Regions from separate parts of the Gossypium hirsutum genome. Here all the other regions are linked to region 3. A link is a contact called in public Hi-C data. All regions are on one chromosome and are shown on one strand. The core of a region is the stretch at or near the end of the contact, and the rest is flanking DNA. Distances in the headings are between cores, read along the strand shown.

Evidence for each region. Hi-C and Micro-C count contacts between places; a contact is called where the count stands out from the background.
Region 1: a contact with region 3 is called in a Hi-C map of leaf, with 2.2 times the contacts expected there. The contact joins the enhancer-like site here to the promoter of LOC121203502 in region 3. A contact is called at or near these places in 10 of 34 Hi-C or Micro-C datasets (anther, callus, hypocotyl and 2 more).
Region 2: a Hi-C map of leaf shows a contact between it and region 3, with 2.1 times the contacts expected there. The contact joins the promoter of LOC121220119 here to the promoter of LOC121203502 in region 3. A contact is called at or near these places in 5 of 34 Hi-C or Micro-C datasets (all in leaf).

What each region holds. Positions count from the first base shown.
Region 1 is chrD08:35,073,896-35,076,870 of Gossypium_hirsutum_v2.1, forward strand. No RefSeq gene overlaps it. Among protein-coding and RNA genes, the nearest start is that of LOC121220327, 41 kb to the right of the region's middle. Within about 2 kb of position 1,281, at least 9 of the 9 cell types and tissues checked have an H3K27ac peak or open chromatin away from gene starts, as enhancers often do. A contact at or near this core is called in hypocotyl and leaf, where this site is marked.
Region 2 is chrD08:34,318,233-34,321,239 of Gossypium_hirsutum_v2.1, forward strand. LOC121220119 (rhodanese-like domain-containing protein 14, chloroplastic) reads left to right here and starts at 1,478. Exons shown (of 6, transcript XM_041099307.1): 1 at 1,478-2,242; 2 at 2,372-2,418; 3 at 2,722-2,814; 4 at 2,903-3,007. The coding sequence starts at 2,023. It overlaps LOC121220120 (a long non-coding RNA gene), which reads right to left and starts at 2,460. Exons shown (of 2, transcript XR_005917301.1): 1 at 2,334-2,460; 2 at 1,968-2,227.
Region 3 is chrD08:34,799,746-34,802,742 of Gossypium_hirsutum_v2.1, forward strand. It overlaps LOC121203502 (probable transcriptional regulator SLK2), which reads left to right and starts at 1,655. Exons shown (of 10, transcript XM_041100130.1): 1 at 1,655-1,751; 2 at 2,383-2,997. The coding sequence starts at 2,493.

The DNA of each region.
Region 1 (2,975 bases), core at 31-2,530, 270 kb after region 3:
ATACAGATATGTTCCATTCTTTGACATGTGAGGTAAAATTAGATAAGGAATCATTCATGTTACCTGCAAACCTCCACTTACTAGAGACCAAAGCTATAAAATTCGCATGCTTTGTCCAACCTGTAAGAAACCAAAAAGGCCTCCCTTTGGGAATATTGAATTCAGGATTAGTTTTTAGAAGGATGGGCCTATGATCTGTTTTAATACGTGGAAGATGATAAACAAGACTACCCCAATAGGACGAAATCCAAGTATCATTAGCTAATGCTTGATCAATCCGCTCATGCGTATTACCTTTTTTCCAGGTAAAGGAGGGCCTTATGAATCTAAGGTCCTGCAACAAATAAATTACATCTCTTACCAGTGGAGCGATCACTTCTTTTATCCTTAGGTGAGAGGACAACATTAAATCACCCATAATCAACCAAGGTAAAGGATCGTGAGGTAAAACATCTATTAAATTAGTCCAAGAGACTTCCTCTTAACTCTGTCAGGACTACCACACACAAAAAAGATAAAAAAAAATGAATTAGTGAGTATTGGCATGAACACGAAGAAGCATGAATTGGGGATGATTATGAATAATGCTAATGCAAATATTATCCTTCCAACCAACCCAACCCAGATGCCAACTGAAAAACCAATAGACTCAATGCGGTGAGAAAAGTCAAAACCCAATTTATCAATAATAGAATTAGCTATTTTACCACTAACTCTCGGTTCCAGCAGACACACTATATTCGATTTATGCTCAAAATTATACTCATGAAAAACACGGAGAAATTTGCTACATGCACAACCTTGACAATTCCAAGAAAAAATTGACAAATTTAAATCCATAATAAAAATATACAAGAAAAGAATAAATAAAGCCCCAAGAAACCTTACTGTCAAGAGTTTTAGTAATCATTCCTGAATTCTTTTACCAGCACCTAGGTCTATTGAACCTTAATTAGCACTTCGTAATGTGGAAACAGTCTGAGCCAACCTAGACATAGAAACACTCAAAGGAATTTTAGAAGAATTTTTAATTTTAAAATTATTCTCTTTCCCATGCGTAATTTTGTTTATTTTCCTTGTAGCACGAAAGCCCCCATTTTTACTCCCTAATATTTTCCTCGAACTCCGAATTTTATTAACACCCAAAGCTGAAACAGTGGCCCCCCTCAATTGAGCACCATTAGCTGAATCTTTCTCTTTGAACGATACAACAATATGTCTGATGAGGTTTAAACCACCAGGGGAATGACCTACCTGTACTGCAACCGGCTCTGACAACGAAGAAGTTGACTCGGATGAAAGAGAGGGGCCACCATCTTCACTCACCTCCTGACCTACAAAAAACGGATTAAAGCAAGAAACAGTCGCTGTTGTTGAATTGGAATGGTTAGTGGAAGCTTTAAAAATCTTAGCACCAATCGAAACTTTAAAAATCAGAATAATTCAAAAAAATGAAAAGAACTCTCTGGTTCGTTATTTTGAAGAGCAGACTCTGTGTAATGAAGGTTCGTCACGTTGTTGGGCTGATTCATTGAGCTACTCGATGGGTCCATAACAGCCTTGAGAGCTATTGATCCGGCTGCTCTAATATCTAAAGCAGGCTCAACAGGTGTTCGGCCCACTAAGGCTTTCACTTCTGGATTTCTCCTTTGTGGGTTTAAAAGCCCATCACCTTGATCATATATACTATCTCCCACCGATTGCTCAGTCCTTGTTGACTTAGGGTTGCCCTGTGTCTTAAACCCCTGTTACATAACATTCTCTCCAACCTTCAATTTATTCTTAAAACCAGCCAACTTTCCAGTATCTTCCTTATTTAACTCATCTTTTAGATCAAGCAAAACTTCCATATTAGCCAGAGCATCAAATCGAGAACCCAATTTTCCTTTCTCCGTAAAATCAGTTTTTTTAATATTGTTGTTCCTAGAATTACACCTTCCTTTCCTTTCAACCATAATCCAAGGCCCGTAAACAGCACCTTCTCCTCTGCTTACAGCCTCTGTCAGATTAGTACCCTTCTGATCCTTCCCCACTGCCAGATCCGGTTGTGGCGAAGCACATAGCTCCTTAGCATGTCCGTACGTCCCGCAGGTGAAGCAAATCATAGGCAGCGCTTCATGCTCAACTTTCTGATGTAAACCACTCATAAGAACTTGAGCGACCAGAGGCTTGTCCAGGTTGACATAAACAACCATCTTGGCGAAGTGGCCTCTAATTCTACTATTAGTATTGAAATCTAACCGAACAACCTTTCCTATGGTCTCTCTTATTTCTTCAAGAATTTTCCTTTTGTACAGAAACCCTGGGAGGCCTAGTAACCGTATACAAGCCATCACCATGCTTGGGTATGGTTGTAAGGGATTGAATTCTTTGGTCCAGGGTTGAACAGTCAGATATTGACCATAAATTAGCTAAGGACCTTGCGACAGAACTTTTGCCTAGTCTTCGGTGGACTGAAATTTAGCCAGAAAGTATCCATTCTCTATGTCCATGAGATGGAAAGGCTTGGAGGGATTCCATAAACTATTGATTCGATTATTTAAAGCCCCATACCCAATATTGTTAGATCCTCTCTGAGAAATCAATAGTAGGTATTCCATTAACAATGGATCTGTGAATATCTCCTTCCAAAAATTCCAAATCTTCATTACCACTAGCACCAGAATTATCCAACCCCAACTTATCAGACGCTCCAGATTTATTCCCCAGAAGTTTATCCTTCCAAGATAAAATTTGACTCGGACCAGATTCAACCATCATATTAGTGATTTCCTCACCATTACCCTATTTGAAACGAACTTTCTTTGTATTACGATCTACATCTGTCCGAGAACCATCACCATCCTCAATTTCTTGATGAGAAATGTTATCGCCAGGGTTTAGAGAGATTTCCATCATAAAAGATTGGTAGCTTTTCTTTATTTAATGTATTATTGGATTTGCATGAAATTTAATTCCATTGTTAAAAGTTATTA
Region 2 (3,007 bases), core at 228-2,727, 480 kb before region 3:
AATGTTTTGTTAGCTAAAAATATATATAAAAAAAAAAGAATGTTTTGTTAGCTAAAAATATATAATAAAAAAAAGAGAATGTTTTGTTAATTAGGATTCATTTGTTTATCTTTGTTTACTTTTTGTTGGTTATGCATGATTATGTTGTGATGCCAATGGTGGTCTGTAGTGTGGTCACGTAAATGACAAATGTGCCGTTTCGGATTCGAGTTGGACCGTCCCAACCGAATTTTTGGCACCGCAAATGATGGAGAATTGGAAGGTGAGACAAGGAGTAATACAATCAATCAACCCAAAGTTGACAAGAAATGAGATGAGTGAACCCATTTTTTTTTCTTCTAGCAAGCTATGAGTTGAGCTCCACAAGATCTAATTGATTATTAATTCTAGGAAGGGATAGCAAAGGGCAAAGGGAAGTGGGTTGATTGCTGCGAGAAATTGCAATCTTTAAAATACATATCTGGATGGGACACAAAGACTAAGTTAGAAACTATTTTTAGGGATCATAAATAAATTATATTTTTTTTAAAGTTAAAATGTAATTTTATTATTGTATTAATTTATATCTTTAAAATGTTTAAAAGATTAAATTAAAATTTTATTATCTTCAACATGAAAATGGAATTTTATGGTTTACTCATTTATATTTTATAAAATATAAAAGACTAATGTAATAATTTTTCATTTTAGGGACCTCTACCCCTATGTCATAGTGCAACCTTGTAGTAGGGGTGTTCATTCGGTTAACCGACCCGAAATAATATTAACAAAATTAACCGACCTTTCAAAATTTTTAACCGTTAACCGAACCAAAATTTTTTCAAAAAAAATTAACCGAACCGAAATTTTTTCGGTTAATTTGGTCGGTTAACCGAATTAACCGAAAATTATATATTTTTTATTTTTGGTTAAAAATTAACTGAATTACCCGAATTAACCGAATTACCCGAATTAACCGAATTAACCGAATTGAATCACTACATAATTAAATTATTTTTAGACTTTTAGACTTTAGTTTTAGTTTTAGAATTTTATTTTTATTTATTAAATTATTTGTAATTTTTATGATTGGGTTGGGTAATTGGGTTGGGTTGAATACTTGGGTTTGGATTGGGTTTAGGTGAATAGTGGGCCTATTTATATATTATAATTTTATTTATTAATTTTTTTGATTAAACCGAAAAAATTCGGTTAACCGACTGGTTTCGAACCGAATTAACCGTTAACCGAAAAATTAAAAAATAATTAACCGACCCCGACCAAAAAAATTTGGTTAACCAACCGATTAACCGAATTCGGTTGGTTAACCGAATTTTTTCGGTTGTACCCGAATTTTGCACACCCCTACCTTGTAGTGTCATGATAGGGTAGGATGTCAAGGGGCCATTCATATATAGGGCAATGGCAAAGGATAGGGAAACCTGAGGAAGGGTAAATCTTTTGTATTTAAGAAAGTTTCTTCATTTCAAACATATTTACGTTTTCTGATAGTGTTTCTATAAAAACGTTTTAGCATTTTATAAGGATGGACAGTCTATAGCGGTTGGGCTGAACCACCAGTTATGACTATTGAGATTATTAACCGAGTTGAGTGGGAGCCTCCATCCAAATGTCTCACAAACTTACAACCGAGTGAACAAAGTTGTGTTTATGACACCCTGTCAACTCCTTTCGTGGCGCTCCTGAGGCTGATGGTAGGCAGGTTCTAAGCTAAGGCCCTAATACTGAAAATTAGTAATAGCATCTATATTCTACAGTAACTGAAGATAGGCCAAGCCAACTTGGCTCTCTGTGGATGACAGAAATCCAACTGTGACAAACACCTTAACACATGAACCACAAACTCAGATTTTTCAACCAAAAAAAATATCCAGAATGAATGGCCCACTTCTAAAGCAAGCATCCAACAATCTCTTTGAAACAACATGAAAATGACAAAAACACAAGCCCATTTCATATAAAACTCCCTCAATCACCCAACTCCTTTAGTAGCAACTGATCTTTTCTGCGATTCAGAAGAAAATGGCTGCACTCACTTCAATTACCCCCAACCCAGCTTCATCCTCTTCAGTATACTCCAATTTCAGGACCTCTCCATTGACTCTCTCTTCCCAGATTATTGCAGACTGTTCTTGCCTTTTGAGTGTAAGATCAGGTCTAGCATCAAGGCAAAGACTGGCTTCCCGGAATCGGCGGTGCCTAATTATCCGAAGTGCAGCAACAAAGCCTGCAAAATCACCAGGTACCACTACTGTTGTAGTCCAACCTTAATTTAATCATAAGATGAATGGTCGATTGAACCTCAGGCTCAGGAACAAAACAAATTGGCTGACCTGATTTTGATTTTCTTCTCTTCTTTTGGAGGGATTAGCTGAAGAAGATTGGAAGGTCAAGAGGGAACTTCTCTTGGAGAAAAGGGTATTCCATCTTCCACTCTCATGCTTAAGTACACATTTTGATGCTGCATACATACTTGGAAAATTTAAAATCGTCACTCTCACCGGTTGATACAACAAACAACCCGTTCCCCTTATAAGTTGCTACCTAATGATTCTATATTTAGAGGATGGAAGTAAAAAGCTAGAAATATTTATAAATACCATCAAATATCATGAATTGAGAAGAAGAATCCCCTAAGGGGGGATAAAGCTCCTGTACACAGGTGAGTGTCTGTAAGGATGACAACGCAAGCATAACAACAGGATTACCCTTTGCTTGCAGGTAAGAAGTGTGGATGCAAAGGAAGCTTTTCGCCTTCAAAAAGAGAATAACTTTGTGATTCTCGATGTACGTCCTGAAGCAGAATTTAAAGAGGTCAGTCGGTTCATTACAACAGGAAAATAATCAGTCACGAAAGGGGCGTTTCAGTTAATGCTGCTAAATTTGATGCCTTTTGATGCAGGCTCATCCAGCAGGTGCTGTTAATATTCAGATATATAGGCTTATAAAGGAGTGGACGGCATGGGATATCGCCAGGCGTGCAGCATTTGCATTTTTTGGCATATTT
Region 3 (2,997 bases), core at 405-2,904:
ACAAAACATATCAATAATAGTGATGAATTTTTATTAAACCAATTTGTTCGAAAAATTACAAATATATAGACGGAATCACTACAATTAGGGCACTAAATCCAAACATAACATTCTACCAATTTTTTTAAAAATAAAAAATAGAATATTTAGTAGAATTTTTTTACATATATATATTTTAAAATATTGCGGTAATAACTTCGAATTAATTTCATCAATGTTTCTTTCATCGTGTAGAGAAGGATTTATTGATACTTACTAATAATAAAATATCGTTTCCTAAATTGAGTGAATTCATGTGTTTTGCTTTCTATAAAAAAACAATTTTTTAGTATTTTCCGAGACATCAGGAGATACAGAAAATTATTGTACTTTAAAAACTTAATTCACTCAAAAAATATAAGTGATTTATTTCAAGGGATCACAATTAAACATGAGATTTCCAACATTTGAATTTTGAATTTTTTTTTGACAACTGTGTAATTATAAATGTACCAATTTTGGATATGGTAGGGATGCTATAACTTGCTCTACGCGGAACCAACTCTCCATTTTTTTTTTTAGATTTTAACGTAGACTTTAAAATTATCAGTTTTAAAGAGGTTTTGAAATTTCTTTTTGAAAAAGTCACCGTTCACACCTAGCAAAAAAAAAAAAATTTTTGTGTTTTTCTTAAAGCTCAAAGTTTCATATTTTAATAAAATCGTTAACCTGATTTATTAATTTTTTAATTATTAACAGAAAATTGGTGGCTGCAGTTCTCTTAATCTGTGTTAGCGTTAATATTGCTTTTGTTTAATAAGTAAATCTTATGTTATTAGTGTTTGATCTGTTTTTGTTTCGAAATTGTATTCCAAAACTTGTTTTTTAATTCTTGTACTGCTTGTTGTACTGTTAATTTGCTTGGTTAAAAATTTAGGTCCTCTTTACGAAGTGTTCACACGCTTAAAACGGATCTACTCCAATAATAGGTTTTAAATTAGACCCGAAATGAATCTGAGCTTGAAAAATGAATTGGGATTCAAATTTAAAATTGATCAAGTAACCATTAGGCCTTAACAAACTGGGCCAAAGAAAATAAAAATCAAGTTCAATTTTGAACAATAAATGGCCCAATTCCAAGTATAGAAAATCTAAATAATCTCATAATTCAATAAAATCAAAGCTCAAAAAACTCGAAATTGTCTAGGCGGACATAATTTGTTGTTAACACTAATCATTTCCAGCTCTATCTTTTGACAAAAGCCTTCAATGTTCTTCGACACCATTTATTGTTGTCAGCTTTTAGATTGTCCACTATTTCACCAAAAATATGTTCAATTCGAAGGGAAAAAACAGGACCAATAAGCAACAAAGAGCGAACCCCCCCCAAAAAAATCATATTTAAAGTGGAATAAAAACATAACCCAAAATGACATCATCTCACGATATATCATAAGCCGCCTTGGGGGTCAACGAATGAGGTCTAGCCACGTTAGCTGCGAGCTCGCGTCGCCACTTTGCTATCTAACATCGACTTCGTTGTGCTATCAAGGGAAGGACACGTGTCCTCCTTGTGATACAACACATTCGGTGACGTAGGGCAAAATTACCGGTGCAGCCGGTAACTCCCTCTCTACCGTTCCCGCTAGGTATATAAGCAGACTTCTTGAAAACTCTCACTGAACTTTTTTTTCCCCAAATCAAGTCATTTAAAAAAAAAAAAACCAAAAACAGTAAAAAGTAACGTTTGCCTTTTCTATTGCGATTTTGAGGTAGTAGCTTCTCTCTTTTTCTTTAAGCAGTAATTTATTCTTCATTTTTTGTTAATAGTGTAAATCATATCATGAGTTCCAACTTTCTTTGATCGATCACTAAAAGCAGGAAAATTTACCGGTTTTTCATTTTCTTTTTTAATTTGAAGTGATTACTGCTGTTTAAGTTGCTATGAAGTTTTAATTATGGTTAATCTGTTGCTCCGAACTTTATTTTTGTAATTGGAATTCAATTACACTGAATTTTTAATGCGTGTAATCTATTTGATACTCAAGTTTAATTAGAATTTAATTAGTAGTTCGTTTCGTGATGTAGGTCTCGTGATTGCTGATATGTTCTTTTAAGGTAGAAGGGTTTTAGGTTTTCAGTTATACATTCTTGGCTTAGTGACTTGGGTCCAAAAATTAGGGTTTTTATTCAGGGGGTGTGTGGCTTTGGGAAGGGGGAGTTCAGGAAGTTCGTTTCCTTAAAATTGTGGAGATTAGGCTTGGAAAGCTTAGTGGATTTTTTTTTTTTTGTGTTTTCATTCTTGATTGATTTTGTCTTAGTGGAATAACGTTTGAAACGTTGTAACTTTGTTCTCTTGAAGCATGTGCAATTCGGATTCTAATTATTATCTGGTTTTTCTAGTATACATTGCTTTTAGATCTCTGCCAAATTGTTGAGGGCGCATTTGTTATCAGAAAGGCCTGGCTCTGGACAGCTATTTAAACTCCAGCCACCAGGGGGCAGTACATTCAATGGCACCTTCACGAGTAGCTGGAGGGTTAACTCAATCTTCCTCAAGTTCTGGAATTTTCTTCCAAGGAGATGGACAGTCCCAGGTTGTAGTTAACACTCGCTTGTGCTCACCTTATGAGAACTCATCTAATTTAATTCCTGGAACTGGGCATCCTAATCTGGCTCCTGTTTCGGGGGACATGAACAGTGCTGTCTTGAACAATGTGGCGAACTCAGGACCTAGTGTTGGGGCAAGTTCTTTTGTCAAAGATGCAAATTTGGCATTTTCAAGAGGTCCCCATTTGCAGAGAAGTGCTAGCATAAATGCAGATTCATATATGCGCCTGCCAGCATCGCCCATGTCGTTTTCTTCCAACAATATAAACATGTCAGGTTCATCGGTCATTGGTGGATCCTCTATTGGCCAGCGTGGCTCACATCAAGACCCCAGTGTCCAACAAATGCAGCAGAGTCAGCAGCTGCAGCAAGGGGCCTCAAGTGCTTCATCTTTGCCCATTTCACAAA